Regions from separate parts of the Zea mays genome. Here region 2 is linked to region 1. The links are chromatin contacts, called in public Hi-C maps. All regions are on one chromosome and are shown on one strand. The core of a region is the stretch at or near the end of the contact, and the rest is flanking DNA. Distances in the headings are between cores, read along the strand shown. Region 1 holds the start of LOC100278614. Region 2 holds the start of LOC103653189 (type I inositol polyphosphate 5-phosphatase 12).

The links. A called contact is a pair of places that touch in the nucleus more often than the background predicts.
Region 2: a contact with region 1 is called in a Hi-C map of ear, with 2.1 times the contacts expected there. The contact joins the promoter of LOC103653189 here to the promoter of LOC100278614 in region 1. A contact is called at or near these places in 5 of 25 Hi-C or Micro-C datasets (bundle sheath, ear, endosperm and 1 more).

The regions. Positions count from the first base shown.
Region 1 is chr4:44,542,860-44,549,924 of Zm-B73-REFERENCE-NAM-5.0, forward strand. LOC100278614 reads right to left here and starts at 3,291. Exons shown (of 2, transcript NM_001151836.2): 1 at 3,002-3,291; 2 at 1,752-2,908. The coding sequence starts at 2,907. The coding sequence ends at 1,873.
Region 2 is chr4:44,951,499-44,958,563 of Zm-B73-REFERENCE-NAM-5.0, forward strand. LOC103653189 (type I inositol polyphosphate 5-phosphatase 12) reads left to right here and starts at 3,772. Exons shown (of 11, transcript XM_008680148.3): 1 at 3,772-4,788; 2 at 5,394-5,646; 3 at 5,726-6,530. The coding sequence starts at 3,978.

The DNA.
Region 1 (7,065 bases), core at 2,041-4,540:
AGCCACCAGTGTGAGCCACGAGTCAAGGGGGAGGCTCGGTCCCAGGCTTGCGGGAATCTCGCCGGCAATGGCGTAACGCGGACGGGGACAGAAACGTGCGCGATTCCTGCGGAGAAGAGAATACCGACCTGACGGGCCCACCGGTTAGACAGAGTCGACGCTGCGAAGAGGAGGATCACGGCCGCGCGCGTGTGAAGACCTGACTAGTCGGGCCCACTGGAAGCGGCTGACCGAAGAAAAAGGGGATGGAAAGAGAAATGGGCCGCGCGGATGTGCATTTGGCCCATTAGGCCAAGGCAGACGGGTGGAGCTGGGCCGAATCCGTTTTAGTTTATTCTTTTCCCTTTGTTTTTTTTATTTTCTTTATTTCAAGTTTACAATATTCAATTCAAATTCAAATTTCCTATTTTGAAGTTCAACTTCCCAGTATCAAATATGATTCAATTATGAATATATACGCTACTATTTTCAGTATTAGTATTTATTCTCCTTCCCCTTATATAATTCTAGTAATAAATGATTCAATCACAATTTCTTTCCTCATTTTCTCTTTTATGTTTTCAATTTAAAATTTTGAGATCAAAATTAAATTATGATACCTCATTATAATAGGATGTATCACCACAGATTATAAGCAAGGGTTGCCTCTCCTCATTATTTATCTAGTGGCTACTAAATTAACATTATTATTTTATTAGGAAAGGTCATAGTAAATTTTCCCAAGACTTTCAAAAATTCTAGAACACTATTATAAATATATCTATTTCTTTATTTTATTATTTTATGATATTTTTTCTGCCAATTTTAGGTCTTACACTTAAGGCAGGTCGGATGTACTTATTTATGGTGAGACGAAAAATCTGTCTAGTTTATACTCACAAACAATCAGATCTTTAAGTTTTCTACAACAGTGACAAGCTTAAATACCCAAGATAACGAGTTTTTTGCAATTTTATTTGTGTATTTGAGAGTTTTTATTTGATCAAACACTTCGAATATGGCAATCAAGGCACTTCACATATATTTTTACCTGAAACCCTAAATTCATCTATAAATAAAATAGAGGAACGTCACATAAACCTAATTTCATCTATAAATAGAGGAGCTTCACATAAACCAAGGCCACAAAGAGTAAAATACATACTACCAACTCACTGTCTAAATATACATCTTGATACACAAGACAGGGTGTTTTCTAAGCCTCCAATGCATGTCAACGCGACATTACTTCCAGACTTCCAGTTCTCAAATGAATCAAGGGAAATTTGGATCCATACCATTAAAAGATCACCACTTTGGATCCATACCATTACTATCTCACTTACATGTGGGTCCACATGAGTCAATGACATGTGGGGTCCATGGTATATATCTAAAGTTTGGATCTTTTAATGGTATAAATCCAATTGTTCCATGAATCAAATAGCAAAGGTAAAATAAACCAAATTACAACAAATTGCGATACCATAGGTATTTTATAATCGCAACATACACTTTATATTATCTAGGGGATTAAGGTTATGTTTACACAAATAAAACCCAAAAAATGAACTAGTCTGCTAGTTTAGCATATCCTCTGTGGCTTTGCACCTGAATTGTCTGCCAGTACCACTACCACCCACCTTGCCAACCATATCAGTAATCCTTTGCAGCATCTTCATTCAGGAATTGAAGAAATATGGTACCAAGATCAGGCATTCAGTTCGTCCACAAAACTACCTATCCTAATTCCTATATGCTTAGAAATCTACAAGATCAGCAATTCAAGAAATATGGTAACAAGATCAACCATACATAGTTCCAAAATGGCACACAGTGAATCCACGGTTGAATACGTAGACTATATACACGTAGAGGTTTCAGCATGTTGTACTATATCCCAATTGTCTCTTTCAGCTCATCAGCAAGATCGGGAAATTCCTGCACCAACCATATGAAACCAGCTGTGAACACTATCTTCTTGAAATTATTCTCCACGGCAAAGAAGCCAATGCACTTGCTCTTCAGCTCTGCACAGCTGTGCATATAGGCGCAGGCTAGAGTAGAAGCAAATGTATCCATCGAAATAATGTCCCATAGCTTCCGAGCACACATCAGTTTCAGTCTGTCCAATGCATAGCGGTCAGCCGCAGCAAGCAGATGCTGCACCATTTGAGTGGGAGAGCCTCCAAGCTCGTTATCTTCAGGCATCTCATCTGTGTACATGAAGGCAAGCATAGCTTCAAAAGTTGCTGGCTCCATGTCCTGCAGTGTGATGGATGACGCTGTGGCGTCGGCCATGTTGCCAAATAGCTGAGCTTTGAAGACTGGCGAGCGGGCAGCGAGAACAGCACGGTGAGCCTGGATCATCTTGCCTTTAAGAATGAATGAAACATCTGTACCGACATTGGATTTGAGCAGACAACCAAGATCAGAACTTATGTTGGAGGGTGGCACTGGAATGGTGCCGGCACCCAGAACCATGATGGTACATATAAGCGTCACCCTACCATTTACTATAAAGAATGACTCAAGAACGCTTCGCTTCATAAACTTATGCCACCCATGGCTTCGGTGGCCTTCAGGGTATTCGGGGCATTTACTTGAGAACACTTTGGCTAGCCTCTTATCATCGGAGAAACTGGAGAAGGCAGATGCTTCGCCTTCTCTTTCCAGACAAAAAACATGGAAGATGACATTGACGCCTTTGCCTTTTGAGTCGCCAATAAGGTAGAGGAATAAGGAAAAGTACTCGCCCTTTTCCTCTTCCCTATCCCCACGAGGGTAGCAGTTAATCCCCCAGAGGTGTCCCCCTAAGGAGATATCATCGTAGCTGATAGAGTGCCCGATGGCGATGTTCTTTGTCTCCGAATCTTCGAGGTCGAACTGGAGAACACAATAGTCCGATATCGGCGCTTCCGATTGCATCCTAACAAGTCAGGTGAGGTTGAACACCAATTCACAAGCTAACAAGGGCTGAATCTAAATTAGACTGCAGAAGAACAGCAGCGAGAATACTCACGTTACGGCCTCCGCTGTCGAAGCCTCGGACACAACGGTTGTGGAGTGATGAATCCTTCGGGACGTCACTGCAATATGCACGCCACTCGTGGCCGCCGCCGACAACTCCTCGCGGTCTGGGGGCGCTGAGTATGAGTACCGTTGGGCGCCACAGATTATACTTTTTCGAATCTAAAACGGAAGCAATTATCAGAATTTATACCGAATTTTAGGATTCGGAATTTACCAAAAAATAACAATAAATTAATTCAATTAATTAAACTAGACTGCATAAGTAAGACAGATCCTTATGCTTGATCCCAGCGCCCTCTGTCTCTTTATATAGAAGAGTTTGTGCATTGGTGCTATTGGATAGGTGAGGTGGGACTAATGATATACCGCATCACGCTAACGCTACTGCTGGTCTGCTATGTCAGTCGGGCCGCGACCCAACTTAGTAATTAGGCCCAGCAGGTATTTCAGGCGATAGGGAGATGGGGCAGATGCATGCAATCAAGGCGCGCGTGGCAAGGGAATTAATTGTGCATGCAAATATGCGATCGACGGCTCCTATTCCGGCAGTCACTTTGACCGAATTTTTTGTATTTTAGCCATTTTTCGGAAAAAAATTCACGTTTAGATCTTAAAAAATTTTAATGTCATTTTTGGACCCTTTGCTCGGCGTCATAGCCTATGGCGCCGAAGTAACACAGCTCGGCGCCATAGGCTATGGCGCCGAGGTCGTGTTGCGTTGGCACAACACGGACGCGTGGCGTCGACGTGGAACCGAGCTCGGCGCCACAGATCTTGGCGCCGAGCTCGGTTGTGTTATTAATATATTTGTTGCAAACATGAGCACAAAGCCTGTCTAGCCCACTTGGTGGAGCACAAGACTTCTAACTTTGTGGTCGTGGGTACAAGCCCCACAGTTTGCATTTTTATTTGTTCTTTTTTTGTTTATGTCACTGGTGTGTCCGTTCAAATTTATTTCTCGCCTAGATTTTTTTTATCTAGCCACTACTCATTTTTTTAAATAACTCATTAGGTATATTTTTTTGTCTTGGGGCTTTTGCTGCCAGCACAAAAGCGTCCATGCACGAACTCATTTCCTAGCTTCCAAAAATAAACGTGTGCACTGTGCAGTAAAGCCCGCAAAGCAATAAAGCACATGGACCTGGTTATTTGGTTAAGCACATGGGTGTGATTCGCTATTGTTCAAACAATTCCATGGAATCAATTATAGCACTTTTTAATTCCTAAAAAATAAAGTGAAACACTTTTTTTTTGGGGGAGGGGGGGTGGGTGATGAAATTCAAGAGCTACCTCCTTAAGGACCCAATATACTCTTCCCTGGACTGCCCCTCCATTTCTTTCAACTCCGCTTCATATGCAGACGCCTGCAACATAACACAAGTATTTACAAACCAAGTAATAAGCTAGGCAGGGGTAAAAAAACAACTCTAGGTCTCTCTGCAGAAACAAACACCACGTAGGTTTTTGCACCAATTGACGATATGGTCGTCTTTTTTTTCTTGAAAAAAGGAAGAAAGAACAGCATGAAGGAAGGAATGAAGTGCCATCACATGAGACGGCAGAGAATCGGTGAAATAAAGTGAAACAGGCCGTGTGGTGGGGTGGACCGATTTTTTTATATTTTAGCCATTTTTCGAAAAAACCCAAGAAAAAAAATATACCTAATGAGTTATTTAAAAAATGAGTAGTGACAATGATAAAAAAATCTAGGCGAGAAATAAATTTGAGCGGACACACCAGCAACATAAACAAAAGAAAAACAAATAAAAATGCAAAATATGGGGCTTAAACCCACGACTACAAGGTTAGAAGCCTTGTGCTCTACCAAGTGGGCTAGCTGGGCTTTGTGCTCATGTCTGCAACAAATATTTTAATAACACAACCGAGCTCGGCGCCAAGATCTGTGGCGCCGAGCTTGGTTCCACGTCGACGCCACGCGTCCGTGTTGTGCCAACACAACACGACCTCGGCGCCATAGCCTATGGCGCCGAGCTGTGTTACTTCGGCGCCATAGGCTATGGCGCCGAGCAAAGGGTCCAAAAATGACATTAAATTTTTTTAAGATCTAAACGTGAATTTTTTTCCGAAAAATGGCTAAAATACAAAAAAATCGGTCACTTTGATTAGCCTATGCTTCTGCCTACGAATACTAGTAGTGGACCCTCTCTAGACGTAAGAGAACGGATCGTGCGTGGTACTCCATATATATATATATATATTCAATCCAGCGTAGCTGTCGGTTGCGCCACCCGCCCCACATCTGTGCGCGCAAAAAAATGCATGCACGAGTCAAACACGTTTCCATGCATGCGCGTAAATTTAGGAAAAATATGTGTTGTGGTTTCTATTTTTAAATGTTTTATTTTCTCCATAAATTTAAGATCGCTGCAACACACATGCAGCTAGACGCGTAAGGACCATTTTATGATATATATTGATACTAAATGTGCTACACTGTGTAGATAATTATATAATTCGATATACTGCGTAAAAATCTGTTACCAGCTGCATGCACACAAATTTATAATGGAAAGAATGTCAATGAAAAGAAATGAATTGCATGCATAGAAACAAAAAATCGTATTTAATGTTTTTCCTTTATAAATATAGGATCCCTCCAACAGCAATGCAGCTAAACACATTAGAACTAGTTTATGATATATATTGATAGAAGGGCGGGCCTGGTGCAGCGGTAGAGCCTACCGTCTGTAACCGGAAGGTCCCGGGTTCGAGCCCCAGCCTCTGCATATTATGCGGGTAAGGCTTGGCGCTTAAAGATACCCTTCCCCAGACCCCGCACAGTGCGGGAAGCCTACGGCACTGGGTACGCCCTTTTATGATATATATTGATACTAATTATACTACACGATATAGGTATTTATGCAATTCGGTACACTGCGTAAAAAATTTGTCATGTTGTTCACTGGTGGACGCGTTGGAGCGTAAAAACCTTAAGTTTTGAGCATAAAATCTCTAAATTATAAGCATAAATATCGATCCAATGTGAGAGGTTGATAGCTCTAGTAGATTGTTATTATGATCCTATTTTTATGGAAGATCCGAAAAACATGGCAGCCGCATGCATGCGTTTTCTATTTTTATAGAGATCCAAAAATTATGGCAAATCGTGGGGGTTTCCATTGCATGCACGCAAATTTTGGATTATATTTTCTTTTCCAGTTCATGCGCGCAAAAAATTGGATGACATGAGTCACATAGACCATATATTCTTATACAACGTCGCATAAATACTTACACTGTGTAGCATAATATATCGGTTCAACTAAGAACGCCAGTAAAAATTAGTGACAGTTTTATGGCAGACGTAAAAATCTGACATTTACGAACATAAGTGATTTGATTTGATTTTTAATGATAATTACGAACAACATAAATTAAAGAATTGCCTTTCCAATGTGCATGAAAAAAATATGCACGCAGCAAACTGATATACAAACTCCGTGTTCAAGCAGAAAATCATACAATCTCTAGCGTAAATAATACATGCGGTTGGCATAAAACACAATAATCGAAAAGAAAACACGAATCAGATGAGGTAGTGGCCGGAGTCATGGTTAAGGAGTTATGATTTCATGGAGGATTTATGTGATTAAAATGTTAAACTATATTATAAGTTGGTGAATATAAATCATATAAGAGAATATCTTATAAATAATTAACTAACTTTGATCTAAGTTATAAATGGGCCATAAATCATATTTTAATAGATTATAATGATAAGTAGATTAACAAGGCTATCCAACATAAGTTAAATAAAGATTTAATTATAAAAGAATGAGTCATGATATAATAAATATTGTTATTGTATAGAAAATATTTATACGAGACTAATGCAACTTGAACGGATCAAATCGGATTTATAGATTTTAAGTTATGAATTTCTAAAGATTCGATGTGTTTTGTACAAGATTCAATAGGATATAAATCTTTAATGTGACTTTTATGTCAAAACAATGGCACTAATTAATAAAAAAGAATATTATAAAATTATAGGAACTGGAATGAACTGAAAAGAAGAAAAATGAATTTTAT
Region 2 (7,065 bases), core at 2,522-5,021, 410 kb after region 1:
TTGGGTGATGCATTTTATGGAAAGCATAAACTTGATACCCAATTTCAAATACAAATATAAGATAGAAGATAAGAATGGGGATTTTAATAAAACCATTTATTTCTCCCATAAATAAATAATAAGGAAAAGAATAAAAATATATTATCATAAACAGTAAGGTTTATATTCATAGTAGTATTAATTTTGACACTGGAAAAGTTAAAGTTCGAAACATATGTTTCAATTTGAAGTGAGAACTTTGAAGTAGAAGAGGAAATTTTAGGGTTTGAGGAGAAGGAAGAAATACTATAGAGCACAAAACAAATCCATAATCAAATCCACCCCATTGAAATGTTCAAACTAAATATTTAAAATGGAGTACAAATTCTGTTGTGAAATTGAATTCAAATTCCAGATTGAAAATTTGGAATTCAATATAAAAAGAAAACAAAACAGGAAAAAAAGGAAAAGAATACACTAAAACGGATTCAGCCCAGGCCCACTTCCTTTTCCTCTCCCCTCTCCTTAGCCCACTTACATTCCTATCCCGCGCGGCCCACTCGGAGTTGTCATCTACGCGCTGTGCTACCACTGGCATGTGAATCCCGCGGATTAGGCTTATCCCCTCGCTGCGGGTCACTTACCTGTGGGACCGCCCCGTTGGTCGCTCACCCGCGTGTCAGTCGTCTTCTCCAACGACTTCGCCGCTCCTGGCGGGAGCGCGCCGGGAATCCCGGCGTCCGTTGACGGATTCTACCCGGCTCCCCCTCCCACATAAGCTGCGCCCCCTCCTCTCCACTCGTTGACCCTTTTTGTGCCGTAGTCGTAGGCCGAAGCCTCCGTCGCCGATCGGAAAGGAGATAGTGAGAGTCGCATCCGTAGAGACCACTCCTCTGTCACCATTGAGCTTCAGAGCGCGGATTCGGTGGAGAAGTGTCATGCGCAGAACATGTTCAACTGCGCAACTTCGTGCGTGGGTGGTTAGCGACGCGTGAATTCGTCGCCGGGGTCAGCCACTGCTGCTGTGTCGCCTGCCCTCGCGGTCAGGGCTCACCTCTGATCGATTCACAGGTAATCCGCCGTCGTATCCCTTGCCTTGATATCTGCAACACGTTGCACCAGTGAATTAGAAGGGTAGGGTCGTCGGTGAGGTGGAGTTTCTCACCGGACTTCACGGCGCCGCCGCGGGGAGTGGGAATCCGTGGGCACTGTGCTCGCGGTAGTCGAACGTAGTGATTAGGGCCCCACACAGATCATCGTGGTCCCGGGATCGAGTAGCTTCACCCAGATTGGAAATGGGGCGGCGATTTGGGCATCGCTCGCCGTGGCGGCGAGTGCGCCACCGCGAGATGAACGGCGCCGCCGCACCTGCGTGTGGATTTGGGGAGAGAAGCGCGACCGTTGGATGTCTTCTGAACGGCCTTGATCTGATCGTTGCGTACCCTTTCGCGCGTGGTAAACCTTGGCCGTAGATTCCCAATCGGAGGGTTAGGAACCGTGGTCTATTCTGACCATTGGATTAGGATCCGCGTGTCCTGGGCAGCGCATCAGAGCACCGACGGCTAGATCGAATCTGAGCCCTAGGTTTTGGATCCAACGACGCACGATCACTCATACCCCTTCGGCTGGGTACTTTTCTTAAAGAGCCCTCAGGGTTCTTCATAATAAACCTGCAGTACAACTCGTGGTTAGGCTGAGTCTTAGGATTTCTTATGCGTCAGCCCTTGACTTTTCTAGAAATTGTGGCGCAATCCAGAAACTAAAGAAAATAGGGAAAAGGAGTTTAGAAATTGATTTTTGGTTTAAAAATAATTGCAGAAAACCATTTAATTCATGGAAAATTCATATTAAATCCAAATGAGTCCATTCCAATTTCTATAAGTCTATAAAATTATTGTTTATCATATAGTACCTCTGTTTGGACATGAAAGTCACATTAAAATTTATATTCTATTTAATCTTGTACAAAACACATAGAATCCTCAAAAAATCATAACTCCTTCGTTTTAATTCCGAATTGACTCGTTCCAGTTGCGTTAGTTTCGTATAAATATTTACAATACAATAACAACATTTATTATACCATGTCTCATTCTTTTATAAGTAGATCTTTATTTAACTTATGTTGGTTAGTTTTGTTAATGTGTTCATCATTATTTACTAAACTATGATCGATGGTCAATTTATAACTTAGATTAAAGTTAAGATAATTATTTATAGAATAACCTCTTATACGATTTATGTTAACCAATTTATAATATAGTTTAATATTTTTAATCACATAAATCCTCTATAAAATCATAACTTCATAACTCCTTAGCCATAACTCCGATTTTAGTGGTTCTCGTTTCCGCGATCTCGTAGCAACGCGTAGATCATTATTATGTAGTATGTTCTTATGTTTGGTGTGATGTTAATTTTGTTTATACTATGTCTGTTTGTATTGCTACGACTAGCAGTGCGGTTACGAGGATCTGAAGAATCACCCTGGTATTTGGAATCTCAAGTGCCAAGCAAGTTGTGCCCTTGTCCACTTTTATTACCCAATAATGTTCTTTATTATCACTATTCAATGCATAGGTTTAATTTTGATGGGACCCAATAGGTCACCCTAGTCTGTTTATCTTTTACCTTGTTCACCCCTGAATCATTGGGTAGTTTTGTTATTGCTCTATATGGTTTTGGGATTAATATTTCATTATATCCATGTTCCAATTATTTTGTTATTTTATTTATGTTCATGTCAAGATCGTTATCTTTAATTGGAACATGGAGCTTAACTTGAGAAACACGTGCCACCACAAGGGTGGAATGGGACGCCCTTGGCTGACTAATTAGGAAAGCTAGTGGAAGACTACCTTACCCGAAAAAGGCAAGGGCAGTAGAGGAGTTGCAAGGAGGTTTTCGGGTTGATTTTGCTGCGATGGCGGTCAGACGGGGGATTCTTGCAAGTGCTCTTCCCATAAACTGTAGCGGGTTTTCGGAAGCTAGTGGAACTTTGTAAAGGCTTCGTAGTGTTGCCCTGTCTCGCTTCCTTGGTAGAGGTGTATGGGAGTCGCGATCCCTTGGCAGATGGGTAACATGACTTGTGGGTATATGGTACAACCTCTGCAGAGTGTAAAACTGGTATACTAGCCAAGCTCACGGTCATGAGCAACTTGGGACTCTCGCATGATTAATTTATGGAACTTAAATTCAATTTGTCATTTACATTGCATGAGATTATTTATTAATTTTGTTCTATTACTTTTATTAAGGTTTGGTATTTACTTACATTTAGTAACTGCTAATAAAATTTTGACCAACTTATTAAAAGCAATGCTCAGCTTTAATCCCTATTGGTAATCAGCCTTACACATTACATGAACTCTCACATTTGGTGAGTTCATGCCACATTATTTCCTCACAACTTGTTGAGTGATGAACATGTGTGAGCTCATTCTTGCTGTCTCACACCCCCCACAGGAGAAGAACAGGTGGTTCAAGAGGAGCCACACCACGAGGAGTTTGATTCGATCTAGGTGGCGTCTTCCAGTTGACTTGCGCCAAGAATGATTCTTAGTTCGTTTTATATTTATCTTTTATTTAGTAAGACTTGCGCTATGTAATAAATACTCTAATTATTGTGATATTTATCTTTATACAATCTGTTATTATATATGTTGTCTTCTTTGGCGCATGTATGAAATATACTCGGTTTGTTCCTTAAAACCGGGTGTTACACCCTGCCACCGTGGTCCCGGTCCACGAGGCATCCACCCATATAAACCCACATGCCAGCAATCCACGCTCACAACTCACAAGAGTTGTCTGTTGCCTCACCACCCCTCTGTCCCTGCTTCCTTCTGCTCCCGCAACGGGTGGCCTCCGTTCCCCGACCCCGCCCGACTCTCCCACACATCTCCGGCGCTCTCTTCGAGTCCTCCTGCAGTCCCGCCGCCTTCTCATCGCTACCAAAATTGCAAAGCCGGACTGGAACTCGCGTCGCGCGCAGGGGCATGGACCCGGACGACGAACCAGCGGCGCAGCGGAAAGCCGTCGACTTGCACCTGCCGCGCGACACGGAGCCTGCCTCCTCGCCCGCGTGCACCCGCCGCGCCGCGCCGCGCGTGCTCAGCTACTGTGACGTCCCTTTCGCCTCCGCCTCGGCGCAGCGCTGCGCATCATTCCCGCAGCGCCACGGAGAGCTGGCGCACGCCCGCTCGGCCTCCTTCGCAGCCTGGATCGAAGGCGGCTCGGCGTCGGCGCCGGCGGCGGCACTCGAGCGGGCCATGTCGCAGTACGGCGGTGCGGACGGCGCGCTGCCAGAGTTCGTCGGCGCCGGCGGTGGCGAGGGCATCTTCCGCGTGCCGCTCCGCGCGGCGATGCACCCGGCGCGCCCGCCGCCGCTCGAGGTGCGGCCCCACCCGCTGCGGGAGACACAGGCGGGCGCCTTTCTGAGGACGCTGGCCTGCGACCCGCGGCGACGGCAGCTGTGGGCGGGCGCCGAGTCCGGGGTTCGAGTGTGGGGCCTCCACGAGGTGTTCCGTGGGTGGTGGCCGGGCGCCGGGCCGCGGCGCCGCGGTGACGAGGAGGCCGCGCCGTTCAGAGAGTCCGTGCCGGTCCCGCCCGCGCTCTGCGCCGCTGTCGACGGCGCTAACGGGATGGTGTGGACGGGGCACAGGGACGGCAGGATCAGGGCGTGGCGCATGGACCACGCCGCGCCCGCCGGAGGATACTCCGCCGGCAGTGCGCCCATGTTCAAGGAGGCCCTCTCGTGGCAGGCGTACAGTCGCACGCCGGTGCTCGCCATCGTCGTCACGTTGTACGGTAACAAGCTTTGCTTACTCGATCATCTCGTTGTTTTGCACTCTGTTGGCTGCTTCTAGCAGAGTATTGGGAATCCAGAACGTTCGGTTTTACTGGTTGGTTTCACGTGACTGAAATGTGGTAGCTTAGCAATGAAGTTCTGGGACCTCCGGTAGTCAGTATCAGTATAGTTATTGACTCGTCGCTGACGAGAATTTTGAATCCCAAATTAGAACATTATTATCATGCCACCATCACCGTTAAATCTTAGCTATGTATGTTGAGTATTTTAGCATGTGGAACCTCTAACTATCATTATCCTTAAGAACTAATTTGCAAATCCAAATCGTTCCTTGTTGTTGCTGAGATATTCAGTGATGTTAACCATAATCTATATGGTTCTTGATCAACAACTCTGTACTCTCGATCAAAAGTTCTAAACCTATTCTCCCAGCTTCATTGGGACGCTTTCCTTTTGCTATCTGCCAATGGCTGAAACACTAGACCCTTATTGTTCGAGTTTATTCATCTCCGATGTTTTATAGTTTATGTGCTAACATAGATTTGGATTTAGAATGGCTAGAAGCTATCCAAATTTATTGTTTCATTTAATCTCTTGGAAACAGGTGAAATTTGGTCCGGATCAGAAGGCGGTGCCATAAAGGCATGGCCTTGGGACACCATTGCTAAGTCCCTCTCATTTACATCAGGAGAACGTCATAACGCTGCCTCGCTGGTTGAAAAATCTTATATTGACCTTAGAAACCATGCTACAATTGGTAACATGTGCTCATTGCCTGCTGCTGATGTGAAACACATGCTCGCAGACAACTGCCGAGCGAAAATTTGGAGTCTAACTAGCATGACATTTGCTCTTTGGTATACTTTGATAAATACAGATATATCTAACAGTTGACTCAAGTTCCTGGCTCTTATTTTTCTTATACATTTTATACAGGGATGCTAAGACTAGGGAACTTTTAAAAGTATTTGGCATCGATGGACAAGTCGACTTAGCTCGTCCTGAGGCCCCAGTAATGCCCGAACAATTCATAGAGGAAGAGATTAAAGTAAAACCCACAAAAAGGGAGAGGCCGCAAGGTTCTTTCACATTTTTTCAGAAATCTAGGAATGCCTTGATGGGCGCAGCTGATGCTGTACGCAGAGTTGCAACAAAAGGGACATTTGTCGAAGATAATCGGCGAACTGAAGCAGTGGCTCAAGCAATGAATGGGACAATTTGGTCTGGTTGCACAGATGGTTCAATTATTGTTTGGGATGGAAATGGGAATAGACTGCGAGAATTTCATTACCATAGTTCTTCTGTTCGATGCATAAAGACACTCGGAGACAAGGTTTGGGTGGGCTATGCAAGTGGCACTATTCAAGTTGTCGATGTCGAAGGTAACCTTCAGGCAGGATGGATTGGTCATAGCTGCCCAGTCATAGACATGGCAATTAGTGATTCTTACATTTTTTCTTTGGCACATCATGGTGGTATTCGAGGATGGCCTCTAAGTTCCCCTAGCTCCCTAGATGATATTCTATGCTATGAGTTGGCTAGCAGGGAACTGTTATACACAAGGCTAGAGAACCTTAAAATACTGGTTGGGACTTGGAATGTTGCACAAGAGAAAGCTTCTCCTGAAGCACTAAGGTCATGGTTGGGTGGTGCATTTTTTGATGTTGGGCTGGTGGTGGTTGGTTTGCAAGAGGTCGAGATGGGTGCTGGAGTTCTTGCCATGGCAGCTGCCAAAGAAAGTGTAAGATGCTTTGCCTCACCTTAATATTTATTTCTTTCAGCAAGTGTGAAGATAGCATTCAATTTGGCAAATAGGTGTCAGAACAGTGAGGAAAACAATCTGGTTAAGAATTTTGAATTGAAGATATTTAAAGAATAAGTATGCATAGTTTCTGACGATCTTCCTATTGTCTCTATTCCACCTGTTTCATGAATTTAGGAAGATTTTCGTATAAGCTTGTCCAAAATATGTGACCTCTTGAAAAATCGAGGGAGTATTCAATACCATTGTTTCGTTTTCTTGAACAATATTATGAAATATAGGGAATATTTGTGGACCTTGATGTTCATGGTCCTGAAGCATTCAATCATTTAGGTTTTTATTTGTGCCAAAATGCAATGTAAATACACCCTAATGCTTGTACTGTGTCTCCACCTTGTTATTATTTGCTCTCTATCGTGAGTTAAAGTTTTCAATGTTGTAGCTTAACTTGGGAAGTTAATTTATTCTGTTCTTGTGTTAATTATAGATCCAATTTTAGAAAGTATCCACTTTA